2 separate regions of the Mus musculus genome follow, and region 1 is linked to region 2. Evidence: chromatin contacts called from public promoter capture Hi-C data. All regions are on one chromosome and are shown on one strand. The core of a region is the stretch at or near the end of the contact, and the rest is flanking DNA. Distances in the headings are between cores, read along the strand shown.

What was found. Capture Hi-C pulls out chosen DNA fragments and counts their contacts.
Region 1: a contact with region 2 is called in a promoter capture Hi-C map of liver, with 3 times the contacts expected there. The contact joins the promoter of Cox15 here to the promoter of Lcor in region 2. A contact is called at or near these places in 1 of 484 Hi-C or Micro-C datasets (CD4 T cells) and 2 of 9 other capture datasets (adipose tissue and liver).

What each region holds. Positions count from the first base shown.
Region 1 is chr19:43,751,254-43,758,393 of GRCm38.p6, forward strand. Cox15 (cytochrome c oxidase assembly protein 15) reads right to left here and starts at 1,747. Exons shown (of 9, transcript NM_144874.4): 1 at 1,569-1,747; 2 at 91-281. The coding sequence starts at 1,658. Cutc (cutC copper transporter) reads left to right here and starts at 1,770. Exons shown (of 9, transcript NM_001113562.1): 1 at 1,770-1,967; 2 at 4,367-4,438. The coding sequence starts at 1,910.
Region 2 is chr19:41,478,292-41,485,327 of GRCm38.p6, forward strand. It overlaps Lcor (ligand dependent nuclear receptor corepressor), which reads left to right and starts at 4,391. Exons shown (of 8, transcript NM_001370767.1): 1 at 4,391-4,492; 2 at 5,236-5,309.

The DNA.
Region 1 (7,140 bases), core at 497-2,996, 2.3 Mb after region 2:
CCCCATCTGTAATGGAGCGAGCTAGAGTAGATGAGGCCCAACGCTCCCTTTTTGGCTGATAACCTGATTCACCAAGAGTAAATGACTCACCTGGTCACTCCTCCCAGAATAACTGCTCCAGCCACTGTCCCACTGCACACCAGAAGCCATCGGCCCACCGCCCGCTCGGCTGCCCTCGAAGGAAGGGACACTGTCCCTTTTCCGGATTGCAGAGCCACTTCAGTGATGGTGCTGTACTGTCCTGGCCTCAGAGGACGCTGGCTGCCACAGCTGCTGCCACACTAAGGAGCAAGACAGAAAATCGTAACTGAAGAATCTGCTACCAACACTTATCCTCAATTTAACTGGAGTAAAGCCCCTGTAAGGCTGCATTTCACAGCTACCGCTCTGGTTAATCACCGACTCTCATCTGCACTACTGAGCCCTTTCTTACTGGGTTCTCAGTCTCTAAATGTGCTATTCCCTCCCACACACTTCCATTTATACTACCCACTGGAGATCGGGGCTGGCATCGTTATGCCCCAGACTTTCCTGGATCTTACAACAGGTTACTGTCACAGCACAAAGTACCTTCCCTACCACAAGCCTTAACACACAGTCATGTATCAGGTGATCTGTCCCTATGCCCCACTAAGCTGGGAGCTCTTCCTCTTGCTCCCTTTGTAGTACTGGGTCCTTACACAGCAAGACCTAATACATATTTGGTACTCGAACTAACAATTGAATGAACTGACTCCTCAAGGGCAGGCACTATGTGGGCATATTTTTTTTTCCAGGAACATAACAAACTCTAGAATTCTCTGGTTTCTCTTCACACCATAAAGATCTTTCACCTTTTACTACTGATTATCAGAGAAGAGAATACATGTCTTCTTTTGAGTCTAACACTAAGAGCAAAAATATGTTGGCCGGGCGGTAGTAGCGCACACCTTTAGTCCCAGCACTCGGGAGGCAGAGGCAGGTGGATTTCTAAGTTCAAGGCCAGCCTGGTCTACAAAGTGAGTTCCAGGACAGCCAGGGCTACACAGAGAAACCCTGTCTCGAAAAACCAAAAAAAAAAAAAAAAAAAAAAAAGTATGTTCAGTTTCCTACTTCTAAGTAACTGGGTATCTTAGACAAGCAACTTAAAGTAAGTCTCAATTTCCTTCACTGTGGAATGGGGCTACATAGGAGTTCCTGACTGCCTGGTGGCTTTTAGCAAAAACCAAATGTGCAAATAAATGCATAAATAAATAAAATAAAAAGAAAAGAAAAATTACTGAGCCTTTATCACGTGCTAAGGGTTTGATGTATATTTAAAATTTTAATCCTTACAAACACCTTGTGTAACAGGTCGTTCTCCCATTCTACAGAAAAGGAAATTGAAACTTAAAAGCTAAGTAAATTGGTCAGTCATACACAGCAGTGGGTAATATTTCCGGATCCGCATTCAGGGAGGTGTCGGGACACAAGGAAATATGTCCTGAAATGAGAAGGCGAGCCGGACTTGCAGGGCGGTCCGTTTACTTTATCCTGGCCTTTTTTATCCCAGCCCGGCTTCCGTGATCCGAGCCAGCAGGAGTGGGTACCTGTGTTCTGGACGCCACCCTAGGGACCAGGAGCCCGACATTGCGGCTCCCCGTCAAGGCCCTCAGGGACGGAAGGAGCAACCGTTGCATGCTGACAGTACAGCGCCACTGCCGGAGCGCCCCAGCGAGCTGCGGTCCGCTTCTCCGCTCCCGAAAGAACAAGCACTTCCGGGTCAGGCGTCGTGCGCGCCCCCTCGCGCTAGGTTGGCCACTGCGCGTGCACGCACGACTCCCTGGGAGGCTGCCGGGCACGGGCGTCGGGGACGCGCCTCCTCCGTCGCTCGCGCGGCCGCGGGGACTCAGTGGAAACCGAAGGCGAGCGAGGGAGGAACGCGGGAAGCATGAAGAAAGGGGCTTCTTGCGAGCGGAAACAGGCGTGGATATCGTCGGGGAAGGCGGGTGCGGAAGGTGGCGGGGCAGGGGGGCGGTCGGCCGGTGGACCCCGGGGTGGGTCCCGGCTTGCCAGGCTTTCCCGCGGTCGAGTTTCTCAGTGCTCCGGAGTCCCGGGCAGTCACGCAGTCCCTCAGCTGCTCCTGGATCCCCGCCAGTCTCGCAAGTGCCCTCAGCGTCCCGCCGCCCCTAGGGCCACAAGAGGGCACCATACCACCTCCCTGTCTCTGTGGTAGATAATAAAAGTGTGGTGACAGCTCTACAACCTAGAGCTGCCACCGAGGGTGGCGAGTGGGATCCGTTCCCACAGCCATTGCGTAACAGATGACTGGTTGCTTCCTGCGGGAGATATGCCTATTAATATGTCAAGACAAATAACTTTTATGAAGGATAAATATCCCTAAACAAAACAGCAAAAGGGGCAATGCTCTGTATTTTGCAAATCTCTTTTAATATCTCACTTGATGGAAGGTAGTTGGATTCTCATACCTGTCTCAGCGTGTTTAAGTGTTCTAAAGCTGCAGTCCGCTCCCAAGAGGCAAATACAGACACAGACTCCCCAAAGCCATCTGGAGTCTCTAACTTTGAGCACTACTGCTTCAAATGTCTTTTTTGATCCCTACTTTTTGCTTTTTGCTCAGGCTCCTGTTGCAACAGTTTGTAGACATTCCCATACTTTTGTATGGAGCTCCTGATACTCCTTCAGCATCTTCAGCCCCACTGGTGGGGCTGTTACCAGATTTGTGGAGTTACTGTATTGTTGTTTACGACCATTGGTTAATGTTTGAATCCTAATCTATGGGACTGATAGTCTTTTATTAAATCAATGACTATTGCAACTTATTAGGAGGTGACAGATTTTTGTTTGTTTCTCCAAGTAATCTTTCATCATAAAAGCAATATCAGGTAGAAGAAGTCAAGCAATATAGAAAGGTAAAAATAATTCCAAATTCATTGCCCAGGAGTAACCACTATTAGAATGTGGTGACTGTTCTCGCAGAGATCAATACATGAAGCATGAATTAAACACTTTAAAAGTGTGTTGGTAATTATTGTGTGGGGGTGGGTACATGTGCCATAGTAAGTGTGTGGAGGTCTGAGGACAGCTTTGTCGAGTTAATTCTCTCCTTCCAACTTTAAATACATTCAGGGAATGAGCTCAGGTTGTCAGACTTGCACAGTAAGTAGCTTTACCCATTGAGCCATTTTCTAGGCTCCAACATTTAAAACTGATAACTAAAAGTGAGTTATATGGGCTGAAGAGATGGCTCAGCGGTTAAGAGCACTGACTGCTCTTCAATTGAACCTGAGTTCAATTCCCAGCAACTACATGGTGGCTCACAACCATCAGTAATGGGATCTGATGCCCTCTTCTAGTGTGGGTCTGAAGACAGCTGCAGTGTATTCATATAAATAAAAATTAAATAAATCTTTTTTAAAAATGAGTTATACATTTAACTTGCAGGAAAACCCCAAAGCTGCTAACACCACACTTTTTATTATCAACATATGAATCTGTAATTCAGATTTTACTGTATATTTGACTTGTTAGCATGGTAGGACCGACCTTTGCTTTCTGAGAGGTGACTATAAAGAATCCTTATAATGACCTTATTAAGGAACTTCACGTCAACTATAACGACCAGATGTTTATCTCATAAATAAGAGGTGAAACTAGGGGTTTAGTGAGAAATATATAAACTCAAGTTATTGGAGTTCAAAAGAAGTAGATAAAAGTTTCTACTTTGGGAGGAAAAAAAAAAAACGTGGAAATGTGACTTGGTATGGTCCTTGGAAAAGTTTAGCATTCGAAGATTAAACTAGAAGGGTTTTGTCAACTGAGATAGTATAATCATTGGCAAAAATGGAGACTGAAGGGAATGAGTCATAAAGAGGAAACCCTGTATCTTAATGGGTTTGAATGCTTAGTATGAGAGCCTTTATGTAAGTTATCTCAGTGTTCAGTACCCTGAGGTAGGAACTGAAGCCCACTCTTGTTTTATAGAAAATGTAAGTAACTTGTCTGGGATCACACAGGGAATAAAGTAGTGGGACCAGGGTTTGAAATCCAATTCTCGTTTTTTATAACGCCTGGCATTGAGAAACACTCTGAGAGTCTGAGCTGGGATACACGGGGATGAGGTCTCTGTGTTAGGGAGATTAGTGTCCCATTTACTGTGTAGTAAAGATGGTTTCAGTTTGGTTTCTTATGTGTGTGTCTGTATATCTATTTCATGGTCTAGAGATGTCAATTTTAATGAATGACATTTTACCACATAGATGGGCCTTAGTGCATCAATTTATTATTCTATTGCACATGTGAATTCAGGCAGCAAAATTATGAAGTATTTATGGGAGATTTGTATTAATTGCTAGTTCCTTCAAGAATGTCTGTTCATATATTTTAGGAGCAGGAAATGGATTTCTTATGGAAGTGTGTGTAGATTCGGTGGAGTCCGCTGTGAATGCAGAAAGAGGAGGTAAGGAAAACTAGATGATACATGATGGCTGGCAACCTTTTGAGAGTCTGAAAATGAATCCTATGAACTGACCTCAAAAGCTTTGCACGTGGGAGGCTACAGCAGAAGTGCCACTATGAGTTCCATGTGAGTTATTGAGACTCCATTAAAAAAATTTAAAAAGCCTTGTCATCTCTCCAATAGCAACAGTCCTTTCAGAAACAACTAACTAGAAAACCTACTGAAGAGCTTGGTGTGGTGGTGCGTGCTTACAGTCCCAGCATGGTCTAATCTGTCTAATCTCCCCATTCCCCAAGCAGGCCACATTTCAAGTCAAGTGTCTATAATCCTGCTAACTCATTAACATGATTATTTTATTGCACTTGACACAAATTTAAAAGTTTGAAAGAGTTTAAAGATCTCTTAGGGGTCTGAGCATAAGAGTTTAGTTTGGCTCCCAGTTTGAAGCACTGAAGGCATGGCAGCAGAGCGTGGTGAGACAGCTGTGTCTGTGTCTTACATTGTGTCTGTAGTCAGGAAACAGAAATGGATGCTGGTGCTCAGTTGGCTTCCTCTCTGTTTTTGGTTTGGAACTCCAGCCTATGAAATAGTGCTACCCACATACAATGTGAATCTTTACTTCTCAGTGAAACTTCTCTGGAAACTCCCTCAAAGATGCACTCAAGAGATGTGTCTACTAGGGGAATCCTAGTCTAGTCAAATATGTGTTTTAATCTATCATAGTTATTTTATTTATTGGTGCTTATAATGTCCTATCTTTGGCTTGTGAGAGCCTTGTTGCTGAGACCTTTTAATACAATCCCAGTAGTCTGAAAGTTCCTTCCCTATCACCATTCCCTTCATCTCAAAATTACCTTGATAGATACTCCAAAGTAACTGGTTTGCTTTTTAAAGCTCTGAGGAATGAGGAATGTTTTGAAACCTTGATGTTACTTTCTACTCTTTTCTCCTAATACTGCCTTTATTCCCTGTCCACAGCAACTCTTTAATATTTTTAAAATTAATTTATTATTATTATTATTATTATTTTGGTTTTTCAAGACAGGGTTTCTCTCTATAGCCCTGGCTGTCCTGGAACTCACTCTGTAGACCAGGCTGGCCTTGAACTCAGAAATCTGCCTGCCTCTGCCTCCCAAGTGCTAGGATTAAAGGCGTGTACCATAACTGCCCGGCTTACTTTTTATTCTTTAATCCCTTTCTACAGTCTAGACTTCATCCCCCTCCCAGTCTCCCCCCCATCCCATCCCTCCTCCCCTCCCCCTCTCCTGTCTCCAAGAGTATGTCCCCACCCCTACCCCACTAGACCTCCCCGCTCCCTGGGGCCTCAAATCTCTTGAGGGTTAGGTACATCTTCTTTCACTGAGGCTAGACCAGGAAGTCCTCTTCTGTATATGTGTTGGGGGCCTCATATCAACTGTTGTATGCTGCCTGGTTGGTGGCTCAGTGTCTGAGAGATCTCTGAGGTCCAGGTCAGTTGAGACTGCTGGTCTTCCCCTGGAGCCACCTCCTCCTCAGCTTCTTCCAGCTTTTCTCCAATTCAACCACAGGGGTCCCCAGCTTCTGTCCATTTGTTGGATGCTAGTATATGCATCTGACTCTTTCAGCTGCTTGTTGGGTCTCTCAAAGGGATACCATGCTAGGCTCCTGCCTATAAACACACCATAGCATCAGTAATAGTGTCAGGCCTTGGATCCTTCCCTTGAGATGGATCCCAATTTGGCCCTGTCGCTGGACCTTCTTTCTCTCATGCTCTTCTCCATTTTTGTCCCTGCAGTTCCTTCAGACAGGAACAATTCTGTGTCAGAGCTTTTGACTGTGGTGGCAACCCCATCCCTCCACTTAATGCCCTATCTTAACGCTGGAGGAATTTGTAGAGTCCACCTCTAGTACTCTAAGTTCCCCCTCCCCACTGTAGAGCACTTCATCCAAGGTCCCTCCCTTTGAGTCCTGAGAGTCTTTCACCTCCCAGGTCTCCAGTACTTTCTAGAGGGTCCTAGCTCCCAAAGTTACCTGTTTCCATTCTTTGTGCTGGCCCTCAGGGCTTCAGTCCTGTCTTCCCCTGACCTCCCCCACCCATACCTGATCATGTTCCCCTCTTCCTGTCCCTTTCCCCTTTCCCACCCAGGTCTCTCTCTTTTTCTGCCCCACCCCCACCCCCCCACCCCCCGCAACTGCTTTCTTCTCCTTGCCAACTGGGATTGAGGCATCCTCACTTGGGTCCTTCAGCTTAACCTTTTTGAGTCCTGTGGGATGTGTGCTGGGTGTTCTGTACTTTTTTTGCTAATATCCATTTATTAGTGAGTACATAGCATGCATGTCCTTTTGGGTCTGAGTTACCTCACTCAGGATATTTTCTAGTTCCATCCCTTTCCCAGAAAAACTCATGATGTCCTCATTCTTAATAGCTGAGTAGTATTTCATTGTGTAAATGAACCATATTTTCTGTATCCATTCTTCCATTGTGGGACATCTGGGTTGTTTCCAGCTTCTGGCTATCTCAAATAAGGCCCCTGTAAACATAACATGTGCCCCTGTGGCATGGTGGGGCATCTTTTGGGTGTATGCCCAAGAGTGGTATAGCTGAATCATCAGGTAGATCTATTTCCAATTTTCTGAGGAACCTCCAGATTGATTTCCAGAGTGGTTGTACCAGTGTGCAGTCCCACTAGCAATGGAGAGATGCAAATTTTAAGAGAACTGGC
Region 2 (7,036 bases), core at 3,141-5,640:
GGGTTTTTATCTCAGTGAAGAGACACAATGGCCAAGGCAACTTTTATAAAGGGAAACCCTAATTTGAGCTAGCTTTCAGTTCATGGTGGGAAGCACCGTGGCACGCTGGCAGGCATGGTGATGGGGAAGGAGGTGAGAGTTCTACAACTTATTCAGCAGGCAGTAGAAGCAACACTGGGTGTAGCTTGAGCATATAAAACCTTAGAGCCCACCTCCACAGTGACATGCTTCCTCCAACAAGACTTCAACCACTTCTTGATAGTTCCACTCCTTACAGCCAAACATTCAAACACAGGAGTCTGTAGGGGCCATTCCTATTGAAACCACCACACTGTCTCCCTCCTCCCTCTCTCTGTTTCTCTGCACTGCTCCTGCTTCTCTCCTGGCCAGATCTAGTCTGCTGCCCAAGTTCAGATTCTCTGCTCTGCACTCTGACAGTTGTATCCAGCTGTTCTACCTCTCACATCTACAATAAAAATCTTCTGGAAGCCGGGCGTGGTGGCACATGCCTTTAATCCCAACACTCGGGAGGCAGAGGCAGGTGGGTTTCTGAGTTCGAGGCCAGCCTGGTCTACAAAGTGAGTTCCAGGACAGCCAGGGCTACACAGAGAAACCCTGTCTCGAAAAACAAAAAACAAAAAACAAAAAAAAAAAAAAAAAAAAAAATCTGGGCTGGAGAGATGGCTCAGAGGTTAAGAGCACTGAATTTTCTTCCAGAGGTCCTGAGTTCAATTCCCAGCAACCACATGGTGACTCACAACCATCTGTAATGGGATCTGATACCCTCTTCTGGTGTGTCTGGAGACAGCTACAGTGTACTCGCATACATGAAATAAGTAAGTAAGTAAATAAATAAATAAGTAAATAAATCTAAAATAAAGGAAATCAACATGTTTAAAAAAAAAATCTTCCCCCTCAGCATGGAGTGGTCATGTTGTCAGTTTATACACCTGTAACTTTTATATTCTATATGCTGACAAAATTAGCACTGTGCAGATAGAACTGAGTTTTGATAGCCACTCAAGATGCAGTCTGGCTCCCTGGGACCACAGTCTGGCTCCCTGGGACCACAGTCTGGCTCCCTGGGACCACAGCTGAGTGTCCTCTCTGTGCTATTAGGGCAAGGCGTGCTGGATCCTTCAATGGCAGAGGCTACCCTCTAGACACCATTCCTATTGTCCCGGACAGGGTTGTAGGCTTCCTTGTGTGTACATTTGACCTTGACAGCTATCTTCACTTTGTAGCTGCTCTATTGGTTGTTTACAACCCTGCCCCGATCTATACACAGGTCCCCACTTCTTTCTCCTGAGAATTCTCATGTAAACCTGACTGGCTAACGGAAGTGAGCAATATTTGTGCCACTGCTGACTGATACGCTATCTTGAATTTCCTTTTATCAAACAAATTAGTCCATTATTTTAAATCTGAGCATTTCTCATACTTTCCGGATATAGGCAGATGCAGCCAGATTCTTTGCCAGACTATAACACAAATAGCTTCTGCCCCATTTTCCGAAAGAACTCTTGTTTTTCTCTGAAACTTCATCAGCAGAGTGAACACTGTGCCTTTTTATGGCATCCTGAACTTCTCAACCCCCGCCAGAATACCCTCTCCAGCCCATAGCTCCAAACTATTCCACATTCTTCCTGCAAACTGACTATGAAACCCAAGAGCCACATGGTTCCAATTCTCCTAGATTGTTTCTTTCATTGCTGTGACAGAATGTAAGGGGAGGTTTATTCTGACTCGCAATTAGAGAGAAGAGCACAGGACATTTGGTGCCTCATGACAAGGAAGGCATGGTGGGAGGGTTTCTGTGACAGTGTGGCACCCACAAGGAAGCGCAGAGTTCAGGGCAGGAGCTGGGCAAGATTGCAGTCCTCCAGATGTGCAGCTAGATCTGTCAGCTAGGGTGCCTGTCCCAAAGCTTCTACAACATTTACAAATCAGGGCCACCAGCTGAGGGAGGACCAAGAGTTCAAACACATGAGTCTGTGGGAGACATTCACACTCAAACCATAACAACCTGTACACTGGGAAGGATGGCAGAGCAAAACCTACTTCACATTCCGAAGAGGCAAAGTCTCAAGGACTAAACAAAACCACTATTCTTCATCATCATCATCATCATCATCATCATCATTACAGTCTAGCATATTGTCTTTCAAAAAAGCATCATGAAGAGTCAATTATAGGTTGGTTCTCTACTTTAAATAAATGAAGTAGAAGCAGAGGTTCACAGTGGAGCAGCGGACATAGCATTAAGTTCAGAATTGGAAACTTGTCTCTGGGTTTGTGCCTGCTTCTACTGACCCCACACCTTCTGTTATTCAATCTGACTTGTCTGGGCTTCTGGCTGAAAGGAACAAGAATGCTTGTTTCCACTTTGAATTAATCTCTGAGATCCCTTAGAAATCTCTGAATCTGTATGGTTGAGACTTCAAGGGTTCTCGACTTGTGGGTTGTGACCCTGCTGGCAAGCCTCTATCTCCAAAAATATTTACATTACGATTCATAACAGTGGCAAAATTAGTTATGATGAAGCAACAAAATAATTGTATGGTTGGGGGTCACCACAGCCTGAGGAATTGTACTAAAGGTTCGCAGCATTAGGAAGGTTGAGAACCACTGTTCCAAGAGGTTATGTTGAGAAACTATTTCCCTTGACTTGTTTTAAAACATATGGATCCTGATTTGAAAAGTATATTATTAACTACTTTTAACTTGTACATTGCTCACTTATTAAAAACAACAAAATGTTTTATGAAACACTTTCTCCAACCATCACAGAAAGTTGCTTAAAATCTACAAGATTGAAACCCACCACCTAGTGGTGAGGAAAGGAATTTCACGCTAGAGATAGGGAACGGGATGGTTTCTCCCAGCTAGCGGTCATTTCCCTTTGATCTTCTCCCCACCTAACCCAGGGTAGTAATAACCACACAGAAACTCAACGAAGTCTGACCTAAGACTTTATTTGCCAGGGGTCTTGCTTTGAGACACGGTCTCATTATGTTGCCCAGGCTGGCCTGGCATTTGCAATCCTGCCTCTCAGCCCACCGAACTGTTGCTATTACCAGGTGTGCACCATCGTGGTCGGCTGATGGTGTAGTAGTCTAAAGCGATGAAACAGTGCGGGCTTTGAGAATTGTGGAAATCTAATTGGCTCTGAGATGGAAGGTGCCTACTACCCGTAATCTTACTCCTATCCAGGAGACCCACCAAGTCATTCTTAGGGGCAGTTACCCCCGTTCCCACGCCAGAGCGCCCTCCCTTCAAAGACCCAGACTTGATACACATCAGTGGAATCCTTGAGGTCAAGTGATGATTTTGTTTTACCTACAGAAATACTTACATTTAAATATTTAGAAGGAATGCACTCTCAAATTCTAAGGGTGAGGAAGAGGCCACCTAGCTTGTATTGGTAAGTAGCCATTTCCGTTTTTTTCATTTCCTATTTCCTCCTTGCTCTTTCTCCTCTCTTTCAAATAAATCAAGTAATTAATAGTGTGATGTTTAAACAAAACAAGGCTCCCTGTGCAAGGTGGTTTAATTATCCCAGAAGGCACCTGGAAATCCTTTCTCATCAAAATGTTCTGAGTCCTTTCCTGAACTACGGATCTGGGCGTATATTTCCCAACATATTCTTAAGCTGTTGTTTGAAAGTTTGAAATTCATTTTCTACTAGCACATTTTTTTTTCTCAGCTCTCTTAAGACTTTCAACTATGATCAGTCTTGCTAGTAAGAGATCCCCTAGGCTTTTTATTTGACTTAAAACCCTTTTCTTTTTTTTTTTTTTTTAAATTGGGGCTTATGAATACCGGCGAAGCATTTCGATAACTTAAAACTTAAAATTATCCACTTCACCTTTGCAAACCTCGGGGCTCAATGCCTCCAAGGGCATCCGGGCATTTATTCCTATTTCTGCTCTTGCACGGCGCCCCCGTGGGAGGAGCCGTTTCGACCGAGAAGTTGCGAGAAGCAATGGTGCGGAACTTGCAACAGTTGGTGCGGGCCGATAGGCAGGTAGGAAGTGATAGATGGGACTAGTTTAAAACCCAAAAGCCCCGGGGAGGGCCGGGGCCACCGTGGCCTGCCTGGAGAGCGAGGGCGGCGCGGGGACCGAGCGCCGGCGTAGAAAGACGCCGTTCCGGGCGGGGCGGGGGGACTGGACGTGGGACGCAGAGCTGGTGCGCGGGGACGCCGGGCGGGCGGGCGGGCGGGAGGAGGAGCGGGCCGCCACGGGGCCACGGGGAGGTGAGCGCAGCCTTGCCCCCGCGCCGCCCCCGGCGGGAGGCGCGACGCCCAGGCCACGGGTGCGTGCGCGGCCCCGGGCGACGCGGCTGGGCGTGCGCGGGGCCGCGGCGGAGGCAGGGCCGGGCGGGCGGCAGAAGATGGCGAGGGTGTGTAGGCGGCAGCAATGCTCCGTTGAGAGACGCGGCTTTCGGCAAGAACTGGACTCGTGGCGCCACAAGCTCATCCACTGTGTAGGTGAGGCCCTCCACCGGTGCCCCGGGCCGCCCGGCCGCCGGCCTCCCGTGCGTGGGAGGGAGCAGGGCAGAGTCCGCCGCGCTCCGGCCCCGCGCGCCCTCCCGGGCTCGGCCCCCTCCCCCACCCCCCGGAGCGCGAGCGCGCCGCCGCGGCGCCCCTCCCCTCGGCTCGCGGGGCGGGCTCGGACGCGCGGCCTCTCCCCCAGCGGGCGCATTGTGGACGCCGGGCCCGCCGCCGCCGCCGCCAGCGCGCCGGGACGCACGGGGTCGCCCCCACCTGCCCTCGCCCCGCGCCCCTCCCCCACGCCGGCGGCGCGCCCCCGTGCACGCGTGCACGCGCGGCGGCGCTCGGGCGTGTGCGAGGCGTGAGGTGGAGATGGGGGCGGAGGGAGCCGGAGCTGTCACAGGCCCCGCGTCCGCCTGAGCGAGCCAAGTGGGGTGTCATGGCCGCGGGGGGCAGCGGCTGCACTTCCTCTGCTGGCAGCGGCGGCTGCGGAGTTAGTCCTCGACGCACGGGTCGGTGTGTGCGGATTTGTGTTTGGCGTGCGCGCGCGGCGGGGAGGCCCGGGTGGGAAGCCGGGCGGGGGGGTCACCCTGGTCCCCTCCGCGGAGCCCCGGCGGCCGGCGACCGGCGCGCTTCCCCGGGCGGCGGGAGCGTGGACGGGAGTGGGGGGCGCCCGGGAGGGGCCGGGAGGCGAGCTGCACCTCTCACACTGTGTGTTTTGTCTGTTTTTCTCTCCCAAGGTCCCGTTTCCCTCTGTGCGGCGGCCGGCGGGACCATAAGGGCTTAACTCACATATTTAACCCCCCTCCAAAAAGTAAGTGGCTCTTGTGGTGTCTGCTCCACCCGCCGCCCCCTAGCCTCTGTCCATCCTTGTGTCTGACTCTAATGTCCTCAGCATTGTTATTTCCCCGTCTCTGCTTCGGTGCGGCTGATGTGTGGGGAAATGCCCTCTCGTCGTCCTCTGTCCCCCACGCCCAGTCCTCGGGGAGGCCCGGAATTCCAGCCCCCCGTGTGGATGGGGCGCGTTCTAGGGATTCAGGTCTTCCTCAGACGGACCTGGGAAATTCTGTCCGTCCACTTGGGCCCGGGGTCCCCTCTTTCCCGATGGGGTTTCGTTGGAAGGAATTATGCAAATCCTGCTTTCTGGTGTCCATTCAGCGGCAATTTCATGCGGTGAGAAGTTCTCTTTGTTGTGCGAGGGGGAGAACAGACACTGATTTAATAGACATATCTGCTGGGGGGGGGGGAGGGTGGAGGGGGTGTGGAGAGCCTCAGTTTGGAAGAATTACAGCACTTGGTTAGCTCAGTCTTTGTGTTGGAGCCTTCTGGCTTGACAGGAGGGTCTGCCCTTTTACAATGTCCCATAAGGGATGTTTTTTTGGTAATAGATGAAAAAGCAAAACTAAAACTTTAAAAAAAGTGGAAAATAAGGTAACCTGTACTTAGAGAAAATGAGCACTGCCATTTTTTGCAGTATTTCGTTATGAAAATGTGTATTGTGAATTTATTAAAGACTTAGACTGTAATACCAAATGTAATTAATTCGGTAAGATATTTGATACCACTTTGGTTGTCCAGAGGTTAAAAGTATATATTTTTAAATGTATACTTGGGTAAATAATGAAAATCTGAGCAATTTTGGGGGAGGAGGTGATTTACCTTTTTGAATACAGGTTAAAATTTCCCTCTTGCCAATCCAAGCCCTGCCCTGCCCTCCAGGAAGCAGCCGTTTCGGCTCTAGCTGTCTTTGCTCTCTTCTGCTTCTGCTTGTTTTGTTTTCCATGACCTGTCACACATTTGCTATAATGTGACATGGGCTTAAGCACTTAGGAATTACGTTATTTGTCATCGTCAAGTAAGTGTACAGGGCAGGTTTTGAGAAACATCTAATTGAGGCGTTTTCTGGATTCTTAGTTAATACAAAAGACTGAAACTAGAAGGGTTTTGTTTTTGTTTTGTTTTGTTTTGTTTTTTTGTAGTGTTTTACTCTTGGTGATTGATTGTGTCCTGGAGGGCATTTTAGTGCTTAAAATACTGTGGAATTGAGAAATGCAACCCTTCAAATTTCTTGTGTAGATACAGCTTTTGTTTAAATTATTTCAATGAGTATCCCTATGCTGTTTGCTTTAAAATCCTTGTGTTCTGTGACCTCCCCTTTCTTTTCATTAATTGTATTAGTGGTTGATAACTGCTTCTGGACAAAAATGTTTTGTTTTGTTTCCTAATAAAATTCTCCTGTAAACACCTCAATTGACTCTCAGAGTCAAATGGAGTCTTTGGAGAATGTTTTTGAGTTGGTGACTGATTTTTCTGAGCGAATGTTTGGAACTCTAGATTTCCATTTTTAGATGATGTCCGGGAGCTTTTAGAATCCCAGCTACAGATGGTATTTTAAGTACTAATACTTATCGATAATTGCTCAGCTAAAGTCAATTGGGCGTCATATTTTCTCTTTTGTTACATGTAATTTTGTTCTCTAAGGGGAGTGTTTTAAGTGGTGCTATGAGGTTTGTGTTATAAAGGGCTGGCAGGCTATAGTTT